2 separate regions of the Anas platyrhynchos genome follow, and region 2 is linked to region 1. A link is a contact called in public Hi-C data. All regions are on one chromosome and are shown on one strand. The core of a region is the stretch at or near the end of the contact, and the rest is flanking DNA. Distances in the headings are between cores, read along the strand shown.

Region 1 (3,485 bases), core at 659-3,158:
TTGTATACAGACTTTTTTTTTTTCAGGGGTCTGCGTTGTTTTCAGGGATTTCTTCTGGCAAAGCTGATGCTACTGGAGAGAAACTACTGCTGCCTCCCCGCTGCCAAGAAACGTCATCCTAAACATGTGGGCTGGCCTGCAAGGAGCTCACAGAAAGCTTACACTGCAGCTTTGACAGATGGATCTTAGAGCTGCTTTCAGTCCGCCAAACCCTCAGGAAGCCCTAAATGGCCTTACAAAGGATAAATCCCTATTGTGTCAGGACAGAGCAGTTTTTATTACTTTGGAGAGGCATAATCAGTACTTCTCTCTGTCAACAGAAGGGTAAGTCTGATCCCATGACTAGAATAGTATTCCTCAAATATGTCACCCATCAGAAATGTTAAAAAGCCAGGCACCTTGAAAGTTATAATTTGCTGGCTGTGAGCTTTTATGCGGAATTCCAGTACATGTCATAGTGCATAACAAAAATAGGTGCCAAAGGAACAAAGTTGGTTGGGCTTGCATATCATCTAAATGTGTTTCTTGTCAGCTGCAGATGCTGTATGAATAGGGAGCGGGGCTATGTGGAGTTTTAAGGCTTCCCAGCAGAGCTAACATGCCCCGTGACTTGCGGCTACCCAGCCCCAGGCGTGGATTCCCCACCGCAGAAAATGCCCTCACTTCCTGAACAAGCAGGCTCCTCTCAATGCCAGTCCTACAGCGCCAGGCTGCTTCCCCTTGTTGCCTGCCCCAGGACTGTGCCCACAGACCAAAGGTTCACAGGAGCCGATGGGGAAGGGCTGCCTGGCCCCGTGCCATCACCCATCACCATGGGCACTGCACAGTGTAGGGCAGCCAGGAGCCCGCCTGTGCTGCTGGCCCTTTCCTTTCTCTTGCTTGAATTGCCTTATTTCCTCCTCTGGGTTAGCGCAGGGGATAGCCACAGACATGTTACAGATCTTAAACATACCGATCCCTGGTTTGGGTGGTCTTGGTGTTTGGCTACCTGCTGTCAAAACTGTCAATCTCCTGCTAAAATTGCAGAAAACTTTGTGTTCGGAAATTGAGAAGTTTAAAGATGCTAAAAGTCATTTCAATCACTTAACTTTCAGTTTAACTTTTGCTTTCTAAGTACCCGCTACCCCTGTGGATATATTCCCTCTTTGCCTGCCACCCGCCAACTGTTCATCTGTCAGGCTTTCTGGTGTTTTGCTTGTTGGTGTAACACTTGAAGCCCTTGATGGGCAAAGGCCTGTAATTACTGCCAGCCCAGACCTCACTACTTGACCCTAAGGAAAACCACAGTGTAGTTCTACGGGAGCAGTTTTTCTAGAGCAAGCTTGTTCTGTGCTATTCGGTACGTTAACATTAAATGACTGCCTTTGGGTGAGCCCCTGTGTCCTGGGTGGCCAGGGACAGACGGGTGTGGGGGAGCTCAGCCCCGCAGGCTGGAGGCTGCGCTCCCCTGCAGCAGGGCGCCCATCCCCAATTACCGAGTTCGATCTGCAGCAGGCACCACAGGCTGCCTTGTGCCCCGTGCTAGCACCAGCACTTACCGCGTGTAGCCGGGCACTGTGCTGCCTGTGCGCACCGTGGGGCAGACTGAAATTAAAACCGCACAGGGTGCTGCTCCGGCCCCTCTCCCGCTTCCCCAGCGGGCTCTGCCTGCACCGGGGCCGCGGCACCCGCAGGCTGCAGCCCCCCCCGGCCCTTGCTGCCCACCCCCGGCCCTTACCGACTCGGCGAGCAGCAGCTGCCCCTTGCGGGAGCCGAGGAAGTCCCGCGGCGGCAGCAGCGAGCGCAGCCCCGGCGGGGCGGCGGCCTCGGCCCCCGGCTCGGGCTCCTCCATGGCTGCGGCGGCCGCGGGCTGGCGAGGAGGAGCGCGGGCGGCTCGGGCTGCTGCTTTTTTTTTTTTTTTTTTTTTTTTTTTTGAAGGAGGGAAGCGGAAATCGTGACAATGCGGAAACGTGAAAAAAAAAAAAAAAAGTTTCAGCATCCCCAAATCCGAGGGGTGGGGGCCCCCGGGGGGCGGGATCCGCCGGCTGCCCCGCGGTGGCTGCGGGAGGGAGCCTGAGGGGGCAGCGCCCCCCCCAGCACCTCGGTTCTCCCCTCAGCGCCTCGTCCCCCCCGGCTTCACCTTCCCCCTGCACTCCTGCTGTTTTTTTCTCCTGTGCTGGGTAGCCCAGGCGGCCTCTCCCTGCCCTGCCCGCAGCTCGGTACCTCACCAAGTGCTCTGCTGCAAGTTCCCTTTCCGCAGCTTTTGGCTATTGTGCTGCCTCTGCCTTGAAACTGTCCCTCACACCGGTGCTTGCCCTTTAATTTGAATGCTCAGATTTGCTCAGTTGATGCCTAAATTTATGAATGGGCTTCCTGAGCATGAAGTCAGTTGTAGCAGCAACCCTTACACACACTGTAATAGTTTGTGATGGAAGACACAAACTTCACTTTATCTGCTACCTTCATTGCATATTAACACTGCAGCATCACTGCGATTGTTGTGGAAGTTACTTCCAACACTCACAAACATAAAAATGAAAATTCGGGGATCAAAAGGTCTCAATAAAACATTTACACAGGCTGATGCTCACCACCTGTGGAGTGGGGAACACAATGAAGGGTGAAAAAAATTTGTTCCTAAGATGTTTGCTGATAGCTTCTCCTTCTAAGTACACTTAACAAATAACGTTAAATAATGCATTCAGGGCCATTTGTAAATCTTTTTATTACAGAAAGACAATTATTAAATTAATTTTCATCTAGATGAAGATGTAGTTCAGTTTAGAAATACACGAGAATTTTTTGTGAAGTATAAACTGGTGAAACTGCAACACTTGAAACTACATACAGATGTAATAATACTTATGAACAATACTTGCAAAAAATGTAGAGAAATGCACAGGAAATTCAAAGATAAAGACATGAAAATACAAATTATTTAAAAGAGAACAGTTTAACAATAATCAATTAAGAAATTATTCTTTTGCTGAGATAGTAATTTTATTTTGCAGAACCATTCCTTTCTCTTGGTCCACTGATGCTAATCTTCTGGAAAAGAAGAACTGCATCAACAACACAGAGAACAAGCAATACAAAACCAAGCACCTGCAAAAATAACGATAATGTTAGTTTTCTCTTAGAACCTCTATCTTTTGCTGTAGTGACTCATCTGCTGTGCCTCAAAGAAGCAGTAATTGTATCTGCCCAAGGTGCTTCTGGCCTTCTAAATCTGTTTATGATTTAAGACAGCTGATAAATTAGGTATTTAAATCCCATCAACCTTTCATACAGCAGTCTACACCCTGTCTTTTTCTGATGTTTGTCTGAAGAGCTAGAAATATTCTCCTTGAAAGTGAAGCTAATGATGCTGTATTAAAAAAGACAATGCTTTTATCCAAAAAGAAAATCATTCTGCGTCTAACAACTATCTAACTTCTGGCCCAGAGCAGTCAGCATTTGTAGAAACAAGCCTAGGAAGAAAGTAATAGTGCTCCTCCTGTCAGGAA
Region 2 (3,491 bases), core at 859-3,358, 260 kb before region 1:
TGCATTGAGATTATTAGGATACTTTTGCAGATTGCTAACACAAGTATGAGAAATGTACTGCCTTTGAAAACGACAACCCTTTAACTTGCTAATGCAGTTGCTTCCCCATCAGCAGTTACAAAAGATTGTATATCTCACCTTCTATTCCACAAGTGATAAATGTTATACTACAAACCAAGGTACAAAGCAAAAAAATCTGGCTTTGAGGAGACATTTTTTCCCCTACTTGCATTCCAGATATTGTTCCTGTTTTTAAATGGAAGATATTAGTACAAAGGTCCCTAAGGACTGCCCTCTTGGTAGGGAGTGCAGCTAAATTCCCTTCCAAACATACACTGCATTAAGCACTTTCAGAGCTGTAATTGATATGAAATGTAAATACAATCCCTTAGTGTAACTTACTTAATTGTTATCCAATCCTGATCATGAATGATCTGAAAATTACAGTGCAAGAGAATTCAGAGCTATTTGCCGTTTCTTATATAGTTCTTAAGTCTCTGTGTTGTGCTAGTTGTGGAGATGTGTGACAATTTCTCACAAATTTCACTCGGAACTGTTCAAACATGCATTGTAGGACATACCTTGCCTCTTATTTTTAATACTTCCCTCAAGTCTTTCTGTAAAATTCTTTCTGTTGCAGTTATTTTGTTCCAGTTCAATCTGAAAATGAAAAGATGTAAGTAGGAGGTGAGGTCTATATTAAAGAAAGGAAAATGAGACTCCTTCCAAGTGAATGGCATTCTGACACAAAAAATCCCATTTTCCCAAGTTTCTTTTAACACAAGATATTTTTAAATTTAAAACCCAGATTTCCACCCTTTGTCTTCATCTCAATGACTAGATATTGAAATAACTCTCAGAAAATGAATTCACAGTGTAAATCAGAGTTAGCACTGTCTATTATCTGATATAAATCAGTTATCCTCTTATCACACTTTGGTTCAAATTTAGTCACTCAATTTTTATATGGAATACAAAGTTAACGCTTACCTGGTCTAATGCAGATGCCCAAAATGAGAAGTCTACATACGGTATTGGGTCACTAAAACCTCCAAAGAATGGGCTAGAAAACTTACTTTTATGACCTTTCAATGTAAAAATGACTGATTCAAAAGACAAAAGCAGGCAGTGGGATTCGATCAGCTTAAATGAACTCTGAGTGAGTCCCAAATTAACAATTCTTACTCACCTCAGCAGCGTGGACCAGCATTTTCCTCTCCTTCTTCAGCCAACAAATGTAGTATCAGATGTATTAGCAATTAAATACCTTGCTATTTAATTTATAGTGATTTACATTGATTAAATATGCCAAAGAACAAATGAGCACAAAGGAAAAGAGAAAAAAAAAATCGATATGCACTTTTATTATAGTATTGCACCAGGGGAGTTTTAGGTTAGATGTTAGGAAGAACTTCTTTACTGAAAGGGTTGTGAGGCACTGGAACGGGCTGCCCAGGGAGGTGGTGGAGTCACCATCCCTGGAAGTCTTTAAAAGACGTTTAGATGTAGAGCTTAGGGATATGGTTTAGTGGGGACTGTTAGTGTTAGGTCAGAGGTTGGACTCGATGATCTTGAGGTCTCTTCCAACCTAGAAATTCTGTGATTCTGTGATTCTGAATTAAAAGAACTGCCTACAACAGCAACAATACCAACACAGAGAGAAAAGCGCATGCTTTCTAAACCTGACTTTGCAGCTAATCAGCTAACTGAACTGTCAGAGTAAGATGTGCTGCACGGACACTGGTGGTATCTGAAATGGTCCTGTTAGTGGCAGGTGTCAAATGGCTGCCAAAGAAGTTTAGACACCTATGCCAGCATCTATTACACAAATACTATTATCAGCAACACGGGATCCGAGCTTTTATTTCTGCTAGCCACCGGGGAATCCACCTCCGGCAGCCTGAGGTGTTTTACTACCGATAACTACGACCTGATGCAGGCAGCAAGGTGTCACCTGGGCAACAGCCACAAAACCCAACACATCACTCGTTCTGTGAGGAGAAATCAGCCATACAGCAGACCACGTTCCCGCCGTTCCGGGGGTTGTGCACGTCGCTCGCCCACACGAGGGCGCTCCCGCAGCGGCAGCGGGGCCGCCCCGCTCCCCTCAGCGCGGCTCCGCCCGTCCGGTGCGGCGGGGAAGGGCGGCCGGGCTCCTTCCGCCGCCTCCCGCCATGGTGGGCCCGGCCGGCGGGGCGCCGCTGGAGAACGCCAACCCCCTCATCTACCGCCGCTCCGGGGAGCGGCCCGTGACGGCGAGGGAGGAGGACGACGAGCTGCCCGACTCCATCGACGACCGGGAGATCTTCGATATCCTGACGGGAAGGCCGGGGCAGGCCGGGGCAGGGCAGGATGCAGGACAGGGGGACTGGGACAGGGACAGGGACAGGGATAGGGACAGGACACAGCGCGGGGCCCTTTCCTTAACCTGACACATCTCATCCGCTCCATCAACGATCCCGAGCACCCCCTCACTCTGGAGGAGCTGAATGTTGTTGAGCAAGTTCGAGTTAAAGTGAGGTTTTGTTCTCTCTTTTGCTTTGTTTCTGGTTGTTTGTTTGTGTGGGGATGTTTGGTTGTTCGGTTTTGTGCCATGAGGTTTGTTATTAGCTACCTACTGCATTTAAACAGTCCTCAAAGCAGTGAAGAACCCACGCGCAGCAAAGCACAGCTTCGAGCTGTGTTGTGCACAATGTGCCTCCAGCTAGCTGGGGTGCAGCTTTGCACACAGCAATTATTTGCTTGCTTTCCGACAGGTGAACGATGCCGAGAGCACCGTGGCAGTGGAGTTCACCCCCACGATTCCCCACTGCAGCATGGCAACGTTAATTGGCCTGTCCATCAAAGTAAAATTGATCAGATCTCTGCCCGAGAGATTTAAGGTGAGTAATGAATCACTCTGGAAAGCACAAGGGAGGAATGGTGTTTAAAAGGCGGCTAACTAACTTACAGCATAAAATAACCGGAGCTTTTTTCTTTCGTATTATGGGGAAGGGAAACACTCTAGGAATTGGGGTAGGAACTAAACTGAAAAATGGTTGCAGAGTTCCAGTTCTGTGATGGCCATGTCACAGGTGAGTGGGGTTATGATGGGAAGGTACCTGCTGGCCTCTACAGCATGGCATGGGAGGAGAGCTTGAGGCTTTTTAATTTTAGACCTGGTTTTATGCTGCGGTGTAGAGTATCTGGCATTGGCAAGAATATCTTTTTTTTGTTTTGTCTTCTTATTGCAGTATTTTCTGTATTAAATAGTTTTACTTTGAACTTCCAATGTTTTGTTAACTGGACACTTTTCTTTCTTGATGCTTTTTAAGATGGATGTTCATATAACACCAGGAACACATGCCTCTGAGCATGCAGGTAAGCTTTTTAGTGTTCTCCTGTGTGGTTTTCTTTTATTAATCTTGAAAATTAGAAGATAAGTTTTTCCACCTGCAGAGCAGCTGTTTAGTATCTGGCACTTTACATGCACCAAGCCCCTTCTGGGGAAT

What was found. A called contact is a pair of places that touch in the nucleus more often than the background predicts.
Region 2: a contact with region 1 is called in a Hi-C map of skeletal muscle, with 4 times the contacts expected there. The contact joins the promoter of CIAO2B here to the promoter of CMTM3 in region 1. A contact is called at or near these places in 3 of 8 Hi-C or Micro-C datasets (skeletal muscle and subcutaneous adipose tissue).

Annotation. Positions count from the first base shown.
Region 1 is chr12:9,533,003-9,536,487 of IASCAAS_PekinDuck_T2T, reverse strand. CMTM3 (CKLF like MARVEL transmembrane domain containing 3) reads right to left here and starts at 1,908. Exons shown (of 5, transcript XM_027466761.3): 1 at 1,718-1,908. The coding sequence starts at 1,831. CMTM4 (CKLF like MARVEL transmembrane domain containing 4) reads left to right here. Exons shown (of 5, transcript XR_005268908.2): 4 at 27-324.
Region 2 is chr12:9,797,614-9,801,104 of IASCAAS_PekinDuck_T2T, reverse strand. CIAO2B (cytosolic iron-sulfur assembly component 2B) reads left to right here and starts at 2,108. Exons shown (of 5, transcript XM_072043968.1): 1 at 2,108-2,312; 2 at 2,438-2,515; 3 at 2,757-2,882; 4 at 3,315-3,360. The coding sequence starts at 2,175. LOC101790993 (fatty acyl-CoA hydrolase precursor, medium chain-like) reads right to left here and starts at 1,225. Exons shown (of 14, transcript XM_072043957.1): 1 at 1,190-1,225; 2 at 582-660. The coding sequence starts at 1,210.